Linked DNA regions of Mus musculus: regions 1 and 2 are each linked to region 3. Evidence: chromatin contacts called from public Hi-C and HiChIP or PLAC-seq data. All regions are on one chromosome and are shown on one strand. Each heading gives the region's core, a stretch centred on a gene start, on an enhancer-like site or on the middle of the called end of the contact. The rest is flanking DNA. Distances are from core to core; before and after follow the strand shown. Region 1 has its middle 15 kb from the start of Gm30633. Region 2 has its middle 19 kb from the start of 9130214F15Rik. Region 3 holds the start of Tcim (transcriptional and immune response regulator).

Region 1 (4,720 bases), core at 2,161-4,660, 43 kb after region 3:
GGACTTGAGGGAAGAAACCTGCTCGAGTTCTCGAGTGTCATAGCTAGACTTTTTTCACTGTCCCTTAGGGAGAAACGCTGCCACCCGAAAACAATTATCAGGTCAGCATGACATTTACTTCTAAGCCAGCTTTAATTATAACCAAATAAATGACTTGTAAACCACCTAAAACTGGAAGAAGAAATAAACTCAACATAAACCCCAGAACACGACTGTAGACCATTCCTCAGACAATGCCAAGATCTAGAGATACTCAGTCTAGCCCAACAGGAAGACAAATAGTCGATACTGCTTACTACAGAGCACTATCGAGATGGTTAGGAATCCCATAAGGCCTTTATTTGTTTTCCCAAACAATCCTATTCCCTGACATATGTGGTTACAGATTTTGTTCACATTTTGCGGCTGGAACCCTCTTGATAAACAGCCCTTCTAGGGATGTGGTTGCAGACAAGTAAAAGGGAACTCACCATCTAAGTGCTCCCTGAAGGGACTCACCATCTGAGTGCTCCCTGAAGAAAATCTCCTGGCTTTGTGCCCCAAAGCTGGTAACAGAGATTAGGCTATTTTTAGATAGGTGAAAAATTTGCCTGGTTACACAATCGGCTTCCTTACAGCCATTAAGAGAGAGAATTAATAATCAGAGCTGTGGGCAAGGACAGGCAGATGTATTCCCTGTCAGAGAACTCTGGCTTTTTAAAGGAGTTTATACTCCCATGAAAGCTGGGTAGATGCTTGGTGTGCATGGCAGCTCTCTTTCAAAGACATGCCTGTGAACGGTGGCTATAGAAGTTACTTCCAACAAACCCTTTATAAACTAAGTGCACAGAAAACTTGGAACAAAAGCATTTTGCATACTCAAAATTATCTATGTCAGAAGTCACATAGACTATACCCAATTGCATGCATTCATGCACGTGCAAGCCCCTCCCCCACCTTAGCACATAGTCTTTCATGTCTGTGCATGTGAGCATATTCCTGTTTGCCTGGCAGGAGACATTACCATCCAATACCACTTTTTTTTTTTTTTTTTTTTTTTTGGCAACCATAGAAACTGTATTAGGCTATTGCCTCACCTTAGCATCAATAACTTTAGCAACTTAGACTATATGCATCCTATAAGAGAAGAGAGGGAGGGAGAGAGCACGTGTGCCTGAGTCAGATTCAAGTGTGCAACTTCTATTTCTGACTTCACTAGCTCTCCTCAGGTCCCCTGTAAGCAAAAGGATGTTATCAGAGCCATTTGGTCCCAAACACAACACCAACCTACCAAACAAGACCAGAAAGAGTTTTTAATGCTACACTCAAAATCATCACGTTGTTAAGTGTGGTCCAGTGTGAAGAGGAGGGTATTCATACAAAATCCAGAGTCAGAAAAGGTAGGAGGAAGCCCGCTCTCCTGGGCTCAGTTCTCTACTCTTTTCTTCAACCAGTAGTTCTGGACCTTCCTAGCACTGAGACCCTTTAGTACAGTACTTCATGCCATGGTGATCTCCCCCAACCATACAATTATTTCGTAACTAATTTTGCTACTGTTAGCGACCCACAGGTTGAGAACCGCTGAATGTTTCTGTCTAGCGTTTTTTTCCTCCTGTATCTTCATTTGTCTTGATCCAATTTTTGGCTCTTCTGAGGGGGTCTCTCTGAGACCTCCATCTCGCTGTTTTCTCTTTCCCACACCACACAAACTGACCAGCACGTTGTCGCTGACCGGGTGATGGTGGTCGGTGACTTTGGTTGGTTGTTTGGAGACAAAGTCTCACAGTTAATTGCAGGCTATGATCCCCGTGCTCCTCGAGTGCTGCGGTTGGTTATTTTGTAGCTTCTTAGAGCGTACACCTGGCTCCCCCGCCTCCCCCCGCCCCCGCCCCCTTCCTTGAACTTTGATTGTCAACAATCCTGAACAGCACCAGTTCCCTGAACACACTGTGACACTGTCACTCCGATGCGGTTGCCTAACCTTTTCCTCTACTTCTGGCACGCTCTGTCCCGAAACTTAACCAGGGGGGGTTGCGCCTGTCTCTGCTGACCTGCAGATCACCTTCTTCCAGTCTCTGTTCCAGGCAAGCCCCTATCGCGTCTCCCACCACTACTCTTCTCTTGCAATGGTCAGTGTTTTCTATTTATTTTTTTCCCCAAAGCTGGAAACCATAAAACATAACTTATGCAGCCATGATATCAAGTGCTGGGTACAATGTTACGCATAAGAGAGGTGCAGTGATTGCTGAAAGAATAAAAAGTTAGACGTGGGGTGTTAGCATTTCCTCTAAGCTCCGTCCAACAGTTACCTTCCTCCTCCTCCTCCTCCTCCTCCTCCTTCCTCCCTCTCCTCTCTCTCTTCATTTTCTTCCTCTCTCCCCACGTGTTTTCAGCCAGTCTCTTTCCTTTTTTTCTCTCTCCTCTCTCTTTCTGTCCTTCTCTGTCCCCTTTTCGTTCCCTGCCTCTATTCCCTTCCCATGTCCCAAATTAATTTCATTTTATACTAGACCTGTCGTGTGGCTGATACCAGGGCTGGGGGTGGGGGGTGGTTTACCTCAGCATGGGCCCGCAAAGGCACCCCCTTCTGCCACATCACACTGGCATTTCGTGTAGAGAGACACATTAACTCTCATGAGCTGGACTCTGCTCCCGATTCCTTACATAAAACTTGCTATGTTATCATACTTTCCACGCGCATGACCCCCATCTCAACACAGACAGGGCTTGGACTTAGCCCCGCCCCCCGTCATTTATCTCTCTTTCTTGCTCCTAAAACACGGAAGCACTCACTGTATTCATTCCTTCCCTGCAGAAAGTCATCGCCACAGCCTCATCCTGTCAAACCCCACAGCCTTGCGGCTGCTGACAGAGCTACTGGCCACTTTCCCCACCAAAGGGTGCTTTGCCATGAAAGACAGAGGAGACTGCCAGCCCTCGAGAAAGATGGAGAATGGGATGGGAGATTGTAGGGGAGCGGAGAAAAGCCCACACAGATGAGGCAGAGTGAGCGCCACATCCCCTTGTTCAAGGACACATGGACACTGTCCAGCTCAGCACTGCCGAGGCAGTGCAGGCTACCCCATAATCAACACAGCAATTCTAAACCCCTTTAAACAGTATCTTTACTCTAGTGAAGTTTTATTTATTTCCTCTAAATACTGGCTCCTCAAAAACACAACGACTCAACCACCTAAGTAAATAAATAAAAGCTAGCCACCATGGCTGTAGCCCCATCATCCTAGCAAACAAAACAGACCACCACATCAACAAAAGGCTCAAAATAAATGCAAGCCTCCTTGGGTCATTTAAGCCAACTCACTAATCAAAAAGTTTAAGTAATGTCCTCACATATTTATAGAGCTGAGCTGGCCACCACCACTGAGTCACCCTGGAACCATATGCGTAATAGACTTGAGTAGAAATTGATAATAGTATTTAGGCCACAAAGATCCAGGCGTCTACAGACACACCCACATGCTGAAGCACGTCTTCAACACAGTCAACCACTTACTGATTTTTTTTTTCAGTAGGTGCCTATAAATTATATGTAGCTGATAGCTACATCCCCATTACATATCAAAGATTTAGTGAACCACCATAATTCATCAATCTAGTAGACTGTTGGGCCCATAAAGGTTCTTAGAAAACACATACTGCAACCTGTAATTCTACAAACTGAGACTAAAAAAAGCTGGTTCATTATCCCCAGTCACTCAAAGGGTAGCTAGAATTAATTCAGGTCTTCTTAAGGAGTCTTATGTCAGTAGATTTTCATAATGCATACACCAAAGCCCATAGAATGCTAAGCAGAATGTGCATACATGTACAAATAGAACTACTAACTGTAAAATAAGCTGAAATAATAACTGTAAGTACAATTCAATTAATTGCACAACCCAAACAGAACAACCTTTTGGCCAGTGTTTTAGTCAGTTCAATCCCGTGTTTCCTGAGACTCTCATCTTCTACCCAATTCATTTGCCGTGCATGGTTCTTCTAATTATTGCTTGAAAAGGCAAAAGGTGAAAACTTGTATTAGTGATGGCCCAGTAGGGCATAGGGAATGGGCTGGCCTTTGGCAATGGGATGGAAAGAGCGCCCTCTTGTGTTGCCTCAATGGAATAGATTCTTTGGCCTTCAAATCCCTCTTGTGCTAGCTAGGGGTCAAAAGACAAATATCCATCCATTCACTAATGGCTCTGCAAGCTGCATGTATGTACTAAGGATAGGCCAAAGCCAAGTATGAATATCTACTCTGCATATTTTATTCCCAATTTTGGTGTATTCATCATCATACACAGGAACCCAATTTAAGAATAAAAACAGGAGAAACGGGCTGGTGAGAAGGCACGGGCTGGTGAGAAGGCATGGGCTGCTGAGAAGGCAGGCTCTGGCAGGGGAAAGGGATTGCCGCCAAGTCTGATGACCCAGGTTTGATTCCCTCAGAACCATACGGTGGAATGAGAGGACAAATTTTTACAAGTTGTCTTCTGACCTCCACACACTGAAGTGAATGTGTGTGTGTGTGTGTACCTCTAACTGGGCAGGGGGCGGGGGGATATGGAAGGAGACAGAGGGAAGAGGCATTCGTAACAGTAATGATATTTGAACAAGTCACAGGGAAATACTGTTTTAGCTTACACACACACACACACACACACACACACACACACACACACACACACACAGTGTGCTAATTTTCCAAGCCCCGTAGACTAATAAAATTCCCAGGGCCAGGTAT
Region 2 (4,703 bases), core at 379-2,878, 46 kb before region 3:
TTCCACAAAGGAAAGAAATGCCCAACCATGGCGCTCACAGAGCCTGAGCCACCAAGAAGGGAGCAGGCAGGAGCTGGACCTAGGCCCCCTACACACTGTAGCAAATCTGCAGCTTCGTCTTCCTGTGTAGGTCCCCTACCAATGGATTTGAGGCTGTCTCTGTCTCTGTTTCCTGCCATTGGATGTTCTTACCCCTACCTGGACTGCATGGTTGGGGCTCATTGGGAGAGGATGTGCCTGATCTTGCTGGGACTAGAGTACGGTGGAACCCAAGGGGGCTCCCCTTTTTCTAAGGAGAAAGGGAGGAGGCAATGGGGAGTAGGGAATGTGAGGGTGCAGCTGGGAAGAGATGAGGTAGTGGGTCTGTGATCCGGATGTAAAGTGAATTTAAAAAAAAGAAAAGAAAGGGAAAAAGAAAAACAGAGAAAAGAAATGCTCAAAGAATGATGTCATAAAATGACATAAAAATCAACTAGCAAAGTTCCTCCCCTCTAGTTAGATCCAACAGTAATTTGAGTACCTAAATAGATGATTATCATTTTTAACCCACAAGAGGAGTCATAAGATCCCATAAAACCTACCTCAAAAAATGACAGTGAAGATGTGGGTGAATAAGTTAGGGATGTTCTTGTTGACAGAAGAATGGCAATACCAAATACAGAGGTCATATATTCAGAAGGTCACCCTTGGATCACTATTATAATAATTGTTTTAGTCAAGAATCAACACTGGTGAAAGTTTGATGTGCCTTAACAAAGGTGACCCAGACTAGCATGAGACAGATGTCAAGTGTCTCTTCACACGATGTGGAGAGAATGACAACGTCATGTCTGGGGACAGGTAGCTCCAACTTCTTCCCTGACTCCAACCAGAAAGTGGCTGCAGGAAGCCCCAGGCTGAGTGGCCATGACAGAGGGTCATTGCTCTTCAAAGTGTAAGAATCAAGGTAAAAAAGAGAGTGTGGAGTCTTCTGAATCAATGGAGTGTGAAGACCAAGGCAAGATGCAGTCCATATTGGGTCCAGGAGGAGGGAGAATGGAGAGCTTGACTTAGATATTAGAACAGAGTAGAGCGTTTGCCTAGCGTGTGTGAGGCCCTCGGCTTACTCCTCAGAACTACCAAACTAGACAAAGAGAGCCATCATAGTATGAGACACTGTACTCTTGTTTTATAAGGAAACATTCTGAGTTTGAAGAAATGTACATTACCGTACCATACCATACCATACCATACCATACCATAAGGGAGCATCATCTTGGCAACCTACTCTCCAAGTTTAGAAAGCCAAGTGCAGTGGCTTACCTCCCTTATGATTCCAGCACTCAAGAGGCTGAGGCTTCTGGTGGTGGGTTCAAGGGTGGCCTGGGCTACCTTTGAGATCCTGTCTCAAAATGAGCGGGATGTGCCTCTGCCTCTTATGTGCAAGGCCCTGAGTTTGATACAGGGGAAGGGGGGCGGGAATCAAGTTCACAATGCTTTTATACATGGGTGGTGGGAGGAGCCTATGACAAACATGGTGTAAGCACAGATGATTTTATAACAGACAGTTAACACAGATTCCTATAATGTGCATCATTGGCAAGGGTCCTCCGTCTAGACACAAGGAGCCAAAGTATGCAGATGGTGAAATTCCCGGCACAAGCTGATGACCAGAGGCAGAATTACATGCTGTCCCCAGCACTGAAGGATGGAGTCAGCTTAACAAAGGCCAGCTTTCAGAGATAGGATCGCCACTTAGTGCTGGCAGAGCAAGGCTACATTAGAACAAAGGCGTGGCTCTGGCATTTGCCCCCTGAAGACAGGCAAACAAATGCTTTGTAATCCTGTCTCACTCTATAACAAAGGAGATGCCAGAAAGGTCTCAGGTCAGGCAAGCCTGCTTCTGAAGGCTCAGCTCTTAAATGCACGTGTCACGAGGCAAGATCCACGTTCAGATTTAGCCATGGCTTTCCCAGACCCCAGGGCATGCACCTAAGTGAAGTTCTAGTGAAAGTACCCCGTGGTGTTTCAGGACATCGAGGAAGCAGGGCAAGGCCTTGGGGACAAGTCACATTAGTCTTGCAGCAAACAGAAATGGTGGGTGGACTACTCTTAGGGGAAGCCAACAAGATGGATACACTTTTTCTTCTTTTTTTTTTCTTTTTTCTTTTGCATCCAGTGACAAGAGTTTTACATAAACAGGAAATGGAGTTGTTGAAGTTTTCTCATTACTGGAAATGCAGACCTGATTGAAGAAAGATGTTCACTGATTGTTTTTCCCTTGGGCTCTAAGAAAAGAAAATTATTTTCGGCTTGTGTCCTATGACTTTTTATGGTCCATAAAGGGCTGCTAATGTAGGTTCCGTGTTTATGAAGGCAGTCCGTTTTTATAAAGTCCTCTCTCACTTTCTTTGCCTTGACTCTGTCAAAACAACCGGGCTCAGCTTCAGTGGAAGCCAAGGGCTCTGTGGGAACCAGTGGCAGCTGACCCCATAAAACCGTTCTGACCCAATTCTTTGCTCCATTGCTCCTGCTCTTTCTACCCCGTGCTCCCTCTTCTCACGTCTGCATGCATTTACTGTGTCCAGGCATTCATTTAAGGGCTCATTTATGTTCAGCGACAAAGCATTTACAGAGCACCTATGATTGGTCACCACTGCTGGGGACCCGTTACAGAGAAGAGGGAAGGACGCACACAGACTCTGTGGTGGGCTTTCTCATACTCTTACACAACCCAAGAGAAGGAATAATTCCCTGTTCAGTACTCGTTAGATTTCTAAGTTCTGTTTTCTTTCCTACATAGGCTATTTAAAAGAAGGAAGAGATGGAGAAAGGTAGGGTGGTTGAGACTGGCATTGGGGAGGGGTCGCTCAATTAGTGCTTGACAGCTCAGTGAGGTTTGAACAATGAGGCATGAAAGGCATAGTCAGGCAAGGAGGACAGGACAGGTACAGTGACCCAGGGAAGTGGTTGGTTGTTCTAGGAGAGGGCAGGCTGATAGATCCCCCATCTGTGGTTCATGTAGGCATTATACAAAGACTTTGACACAAAGACCTGACCTCTCTTCTCTCCCCTCTCTTCCCTGATTTCATGCCAACTTTCCTTCTTACAGGTTGTAGACAGTAGACACACTGTGTGATATTATTGAAGGTTTTGGATCATTATACTGCAACCTGGAAATTAGCTTATGTAAATGAGGCACAAGGTCTCTCGTGACCGTGACTGTCCCCTTCGCTATCGCGAAAGGTTGGTTCCTCTATGATTTGATAGCAGAGGAAGCACAGCATGCTCCTGAAATATTTCAAGCATGATAAGAGTTAGACCATGGTCCTCTTTTTCAGAAGTGAGAACTGCCCCTTCCTCTTTAGATAGTTGGAAATGTTGAGAGTCAGCCTGGAAGCTCACACGGTGAAATGACCAGGGAAGTTGGAGCTCGGGTCCTATACGAAACCCATTTATATCTTGGTTTATTCCTTAGGTATTTGGCCAAGACCAGAACAGTTGATGTTGGCTTCATAAGACAGAGAAGGCATGATGCAATCAAACCAGAAGCAGGTGAGTTCCCAGGGTACTTTTCCAGAATTGGAAATACTGGAAAATATTAAATCTTGTAAAAAATATTTCCCCAGTATTCATGATTTTCATGATTGAGGCCCTGGGTTCATTCACAAACACTTTTTTTTTTTTTAAAGATTTTTGTCAAACGATTAAGATAATTGGGAGATTTTAGTTTTTCTGTATCCCTTGCTGTTAGTGTCTCTGTTTCGTTTTCTTTTTTACCCTGTTTCCCCAATTTGCCTGTGCATGTGGGGAGGTAGGCATGTGTACTCATGCACATGCGTGTGGATGTGCACGTGAATCTTCCACATTATTCACGGAGGTAGTGTATCAAACCCAGAGCTTGCCAATATGGCTATGCCTACTAACCAGCTCGCTCTGGGAATCTTTCTATACCTCCAAGGCTAGAATTGCAGATGGGCCCTTCTGGCATTTATGTGGGTTTGTGGGGCTCTGAATTCTGGTCCTTACACAAGTGCTTTAACCATGGGAACCTCCCCATCCCAGCCACAGCACCTTGGGTCTCTATCCTTACACCTTTGCCCACACCATTTTCTGTGTATGTGGACCGCCTTTCCTCTTGAGCCTCCACCTGCTTACTTTTGGGGATTTACAAGGATTCTGCCACTGCTTTAGACTGTACACCTGCCGTACCTCCCAGACTTATCAGATCTCTTAACAAGATACAGGAACTAACGCCATAGACCACAGCCCATTCCCTGGCAGCGTTTCCAATAAAATCTAAGTACTGCCTTTAAACAAAGCAGTCTGGAGCAGAGGCAGATGTGGGCATGAGGCTGCTAACTGAACATCTTTTCCTTGTTGGAAACCAGTCCCATCCTTCCTGTGGTCAGTTGCTGGTCCTTATTTGTCATTTTCTATCCTCTGGGAAAGACATGTGGCTGCAGTGATACAGACGTCAGCATCACAGTCCCTTTGGGAAAATGTGCAGAGAGAGACTTTTTACTTTTTTACTCCTGTCAACTCCAAACTTTAGTAGTGTGTTTGAAAGATTTCAAGTGAGAACTGCCTTTTTGAAGGTTCATTCCCGGGTGTGTTTTCCCTCCTTTTGAAACTATGTCTTCCATAGAGTTTTCCCCACAGCATTTAAGGCAATATTTTAACCTTTAGTGCCCACAGAATGCTTAGCATTATCTCTTCAAAGC
Region 3 (4,750 bases), core at 2,070-4,569:
AACCAGAGAACTGGAAAAACCTGTATCCCTTGGTTTGTGACTCTCCCTGCCATTTTGAGAGGCTGCAGCTTAGTTAGTGTCTTTAACTTCTAACCTTCTGCCTCTGTCTTATAAAGACTTGTCATTCCGTGGACCCCCTCCTACCATAGGATGAATCTCTACACCTCACGATTCTCAACTCACATCTGTATACTCTCAGTGGGTGACGTGATGGAGCACAAGCCATCAGGTACCACAGTAGCTCACATTCAGATCAATCCTGTTACTATGCATGACTGTGATGGGTGTGATCCAATCACCTTCTTACAGGATCCGAGGCACTATCCCAGGGTGGGATTCATGCATGGTGTGTAAACATGGTCAAAAGCCAAAGACTGTGGATGTTATAGGCTCTAGGTAGAAACCTACTACTCTTTTGCTAAATGGATATGGTGTCAAACTGCCTTCTTGGCATTTATTTTTATGCTCATAGGTTATTGCTAGACTCAGAGAATAAGCTCTCACCAGAGAAGCTTCTGTTTGCAGAGAGTCAAGACTGGGCAAGGCACAGAGAATAAGGACGGTTGCATGCTCCTCTCCAAGTGGGGAATGTGTTTCAGTCTCAAAAGACTCAGAGAGCATCACAGATGCGGAGGAGGGAAAGACACAAGAGCCAGAAAATGGGGATGAGTACTGTCAAATGCTGTCTTCAGGGCATGGCTCAATGGTTGGATTCATTAATTCTCAACAGCTGTGGTCACCTGCAGACGATTAAGCCAGTTAACATTCCATATGGATAGAGGTGAGGATCACGAAGCCCCAGCCCTTCTCTGGGAAGCAAGTGCCAGTAATGAGTTGCTGGGGAGAGAGAGTAATATTCTTCAGTGGTGGGAGTAACTGGTAAATTGTCTGTGCTCTGGTAAAACAAACAGCAAACAAACAAACAAAACAACAAAACCCTGTTCATATTCGTGCATGTGACACTAAATAAACTCAGTGAGTCATTATAAAATAAAAGTAAAACATGAAAAAGTAAAATACAAGACATGGTTAAGAGAGGGCACTTAGTGGGAAGAATAAAGAATTCAGCGAGAGTGGGACATGGGTGTAAGAGGGAACAGGAGAGTGAAAACGACCAAACTATGTTATATCCATGTACAAAATTATCAAAGAATCCAGGGGCTGGAGGCATGGCTCAGTGGTTAAGACCACTGCCTGCTCTTCTGGAGGACCCGGGTTCAATTCCCAGCATCCATGAGGCAGCTCATCACTGTCTATACCTCCTGTTCTAGGGGATCTAATACCATCACAAAGACGCACAAGCAGGTAAAATTGGTAAACACCAAATGCTCATAAAATAAAAACAAATAGGGCTGGAGAGACGGCTCAGTGGTTAAGAGCACTGACTGCTCTTCCAGAGGACCTGAGTTCAATTCCCAGCAACCACATGGTGGCTCACAACCATCTATAAACCATCTATAATGGGATCTGATGCCCTCTTCTGGTGTGTCTGAAGACAGCTACAGTGTATTCATATGCATAAAATAAGTCATTCTTTAAATTTTTTTTTAAATTCAAAAAGTTATTGGGGTGGCCCCAAGAACAATGCCCTGGGTGCTGGGTAGAGAGTGTTGCCAGGGTAGAGAATGCAGGATAAGCGGTCTCAGCTCTGGTGAGAGGACAGAGTTGAACGGGCTCAGCTTGGGAGGAGGTGAATCTTCAGAAAGCATCCCTGCCCGCAAAGGGTAGGAAATAGGCATTGGAAGAAGATGATCTCAGCCAACACCACAGATGCTCACAAGTGCACTAGACCCCCCATTGCTAGAACAGCTAGGATCTTACCAGCTCATATTGAAGGTCTCCCAACTAACTTGCCCCTCCCCTGAGCTATCTGTATCTCCTGGGTGACGGCCACTACAGTCGTCGGTGATGAGGGTGACAGTTGAGCTGGGGCCCTCTGGCTTGGACATCTCCTGGGATTTTGTAGAAGTTCCCTGCCCGTTATGTGCTTGAGCAACTCTGGCGCATACTTATCCACAGTGAACATTTCTTTCAGGTAATAGGAAGACACTGTAATTTCACATAATAGTCATATCTTCAAGTAATAAATTAAAAGTTGAAGATAGCATCATTCTGATTATGCTGAGTGATTCCAAAGTAGCCTTCAAAACAAAAGGTTTTGAAAAATGCAAAAGGTTTTGACATATGCAAAAATGTCTCACTCCTTTCTCCTAGTGAGACATAAACTTTATTAAGGTAAAATAAATGATTTTATTTCTATTTTATTCATTTAATTTAATTCTGAGACAGGGCATTCATTCCTGTGTAGTTCAGTCTGTCCTGCAGCTTGCTAGCCTGCCTCAGCCTTCTAAGACAGATGGGGTTATAGGTGTGTGATTTTCTTGACTATAAGTGAAATAACATTAAAAGTCCATTCTAGTTTCTTGGAGGACCAGAAAGGAGAGTAGAGATTTGAATCATAAAGAGGAATCTCTAGGTCAGAGGAAGGTGACATTTAGCATAGAACAGCTGTACGTATCTGAGTCTTGTGGATAGCAAAAGTAATAGATTAAAAGCGTGTAATGAAGATAGCAGCATTCTGATAATGCTGAGTGACTCCAAAGTAGCCCTCAAAACAAAAGATCAGCTCATTCCTTGTGGGCATTAAGTACCCACAGCACCACCATTAACCTTTGCTCCTTGCTTTTGAATAGTTGTTGCTGTCAATACTTACACAAGCTGGGGAGCTACCATCTGCCGCTATTACTGTTTAAATTGCAGTTCCCAGCAGAAATTACATACAGCACTCAGGTACAGTTTGAGATTTGTGCTTTCGGGCTGAGCCATGTCAGTAAACTTTAGCTCCAGAGTCAGACTTCCTGTCCTCCCAAGCATTTTTTTTTTTCTTCTGACTTCCTCACCCTCACCCTGATAGGGACAGGCAAAAGGCACACAGACCTAGGCTGCCAGGGTCTGGCCCACACTTTAAAACTTTTGTACTAATTGAAACTCTGTTGAGCTTGGCAGAACTCCTTGTTTCAATCGTAGGCAAAGATTTGGAGCCTTTTCTTTTCTCTCTCTCTCCTGATTTCGGCTTCTGGAAGGAAGAGCCAGTTTGTAAGGCACAATGCCGTCTGAGGTGTAAAGAGGCAAGCTTGTAGCCAGCTATCTCTAAACAAGCTTTGAAATGCATTCTAGCATCCGGAGCCAGATCTTTGGCAAGGCAACTGTTAATGTTCTGTGGTTTTTTCCTCCCTGGGATCAATGTGACGTCACCAGTGTAATTTGAGTCCCGAGCTTTGTTCACCCTTTAAATAGCCGTCCTGGGACGATTTTTACAACAGACTCCCCTGGAAGTGCCCAAGCTGAGCCGTGGAAGACCCACATCGATGAAAGCCAAGCCAAGCCATCAAGCCACCAGCATGTCCTCGTCTCTTCGAGTAAGCCCGTCCATCCACGGCTACCACTTCGACACAGCCGCTCGCAAGAAAGCTGTGGGCAACATCTTTGAGAACATAGACCAGGAGTCCCTGCAGAGGCTCTTCAGGAACTCCGGAGACAAGAAGGCAGAGGAGCGGGCCAAGATCATTTTTGCCATCGACCAAGATTTGGAGGAGAAAACTCGAGCCCTCATGGCCCTGAAGAAGAGGACAAAAGACAAGCTTCTTCAGTTTCTCAAACTGCGGAAATATTCCATCAAGGTACACTGAGCACAGCAGGCTGGGCAAGAGCGTATCCACCAATGGACCTTTAAAGACCCAGTGAGCCTGCCAGCTCTGGCACGGGCAGTGTCCCGCGAAAAGGCTTGAGAGCTTCCTCCGACAGGACCCCGAGGATGGAAAGGGACATACATAACTCACCAGCTACACAGACTTGCAACTCATTGCAGCCCTGAGCTGTCCCACTGGGAGCCAAGTGCCTTCAGCAGGCGTTGAGAACTCTCACAGCAGGAAAGGACATAGCCTGAGAGGATGGAGGCACTGACCAGAACACTGCGTTTGTGGGGACTGAGTGCACGCACCCAGGGCCGTTGGCAAGGCCCTAAGACTAAACTCAAACCTAACTTGGTTTTTGTTCTTGTTGTTCGGTTTATTATTTTGTTTTCTTTTTTCTTTTCTTCCTTTTTTCTTTTTTTAAATATTGAAGTGGGGAGGGAGGGAAGAGAAGGAATATGAAGCATAAGTGGTTTACTGAAGTTTTGTGTGTTTTTTTTTTTAAATCTGAATGTTTAAAAATGTGGCTAAATCTCCGTGCTGTTTATTGGTCAAGATTTTTAGAGATCAGTAATTGTCTGCTTGCATTGAATACAATGGCTAAGACAGTGCACCCCCTGCTGTTAAAGTCAAAGAACTGGATGCCTGGCCCAGCCCAGTAAAACCCCACAGCATGGGCTATGTTTCTACAGGATTTGTACACACTTCAAAATGGTTTGCACAAAGCTGAAATAATGGGGCCCTTCATAAATCCGAAGGACTGTGAACAACTTTCGAATGTGCTTTTTAAAACTCTCTGACTAATGCTAAAATCTAATCTAATTAAATGTCCTCCAGACACTGTAGTAAGCATTAGGAAATGAATATGGGGGATTTTAGAAGGATGCTGTGGGTTTTTTAAAATTATTTATTATGCATTGTAAGTGATACATAGCCCTAATAAATTATTATCAACTTAGCTTCTCTTTGCTCTGTGGTGATCCGTCCCCAAGGGAAAAATATAGGATGGTAAATTTTGATCATTGTAAACTTTTCTAGGGGTTGACTCTAAATCTTCC

Evidence for each region. Hi-C and Micro-C count contacts between places; a contact is called where the count stands out from the background. HiChIP or PLAC-seq counts read pairs in DNA pulled down with a chosen protein or histone mark.
Region 1: an H3K27ac HiChIP or PLAC-seq map of embryonic fibroblasts shows a contact between it and region 3, with 33 read pairs. The contact joins the enhancer-like site here to the promoter of Tcim in region 3. A contact is called at or near these places in 11 of 39 promoter capture datasets (3T3-L1-derived adipocytes, cranial neural crest, embryonic stem cells and 7 more), 2 of 15 datasets of contacts at CTCF or cohesin (the NIH/3T3 cell line and liver), 51 of 484 Hi-C or Micro-C datasets (the AML12 cell line, the BV-2 cell line, the C2C12 cell line and 25 more), 19 of 115 datasets of contacts at active chromatin or transcription factors (astrocytes, cardiomyocytes, differentiating embryonic stem cells and 13 more) and 3 of 9 other capture datasets (adipose tissue, embryonic stem cells and liver).
Region 2: a contact with region 3 is called in a Hi-C map of uterus, with 2.1 times the contacts expected there. The contact joins the enhancer-like site here to the promoter of Tcim in region 3. A contact is called at or near these places in 3 of 39 promoter capture datasets (the 3T3-L1 cell line, liver and second pharyngeal arch cranial neural crest), 12 of 484 Hi-C or Micro-C datasets (the HL-1 cell line, adipose-derived mesenchymal stem cells, embryonic stem cells and 7 more), 5 of 115 datasets of contacts at active chromatin or transcription factors (embryonic limb bud, embryonic stem cells, kidney and 2 more) and 2 of 9 other capture datasets (embryonic stem cells and pancreatic islet).

The regions. Positions count from the first base shown.
Region 1 is chr8:24,394,376-24,399,095 of GRCm38.p6, reverse strand. No RefSeq gene overlaps it. Among named protein-coding and RNA genes, the nearest start is that of Gm30633, 15 kb to the right of the region's middle. Within about 2 kb of position 3,410, at least 34 of the 459 cell types and tissues checked have an H3K27ac peak or open chromatin away from gene starts, as enhancers often do. A contact at or near this core is called in the HL-1 cell line, adipose-derived mesenchymal stem cells, embryonic fibroblasts and 2 more, where this site is marked.
Region 2 is chr8:24,481,701-24,486,403 of GRCm38.p6, reverse strand. No RefSeq gene overlaps it. Among named protein-coding and RNA genes, the nearest start is that of 9130214F15Rik, 19 kb to the left of the region's middle. Within about 2 kb of position 1,628, at least 36 of the 459 cell types and tissues checked have an H3K27ac peak or open chromatin away from gene starts, as enhancers often do. A contact at or near this core is called in kidney, pancreatic cancer cells and uterus, where this site is marked.
Region 3 is chr8:24,437,515-24,442,264 of GRCm38.p6, reverse strand. Tcim (transcriptional and immune response regulator) reads left to right here and starts at 3,319. Exons shown (of 1, transcript NM_026931.3): 1 at 3,319-4,750. The coding sequence starts at 3,369. The coding sequence ends at 3,689.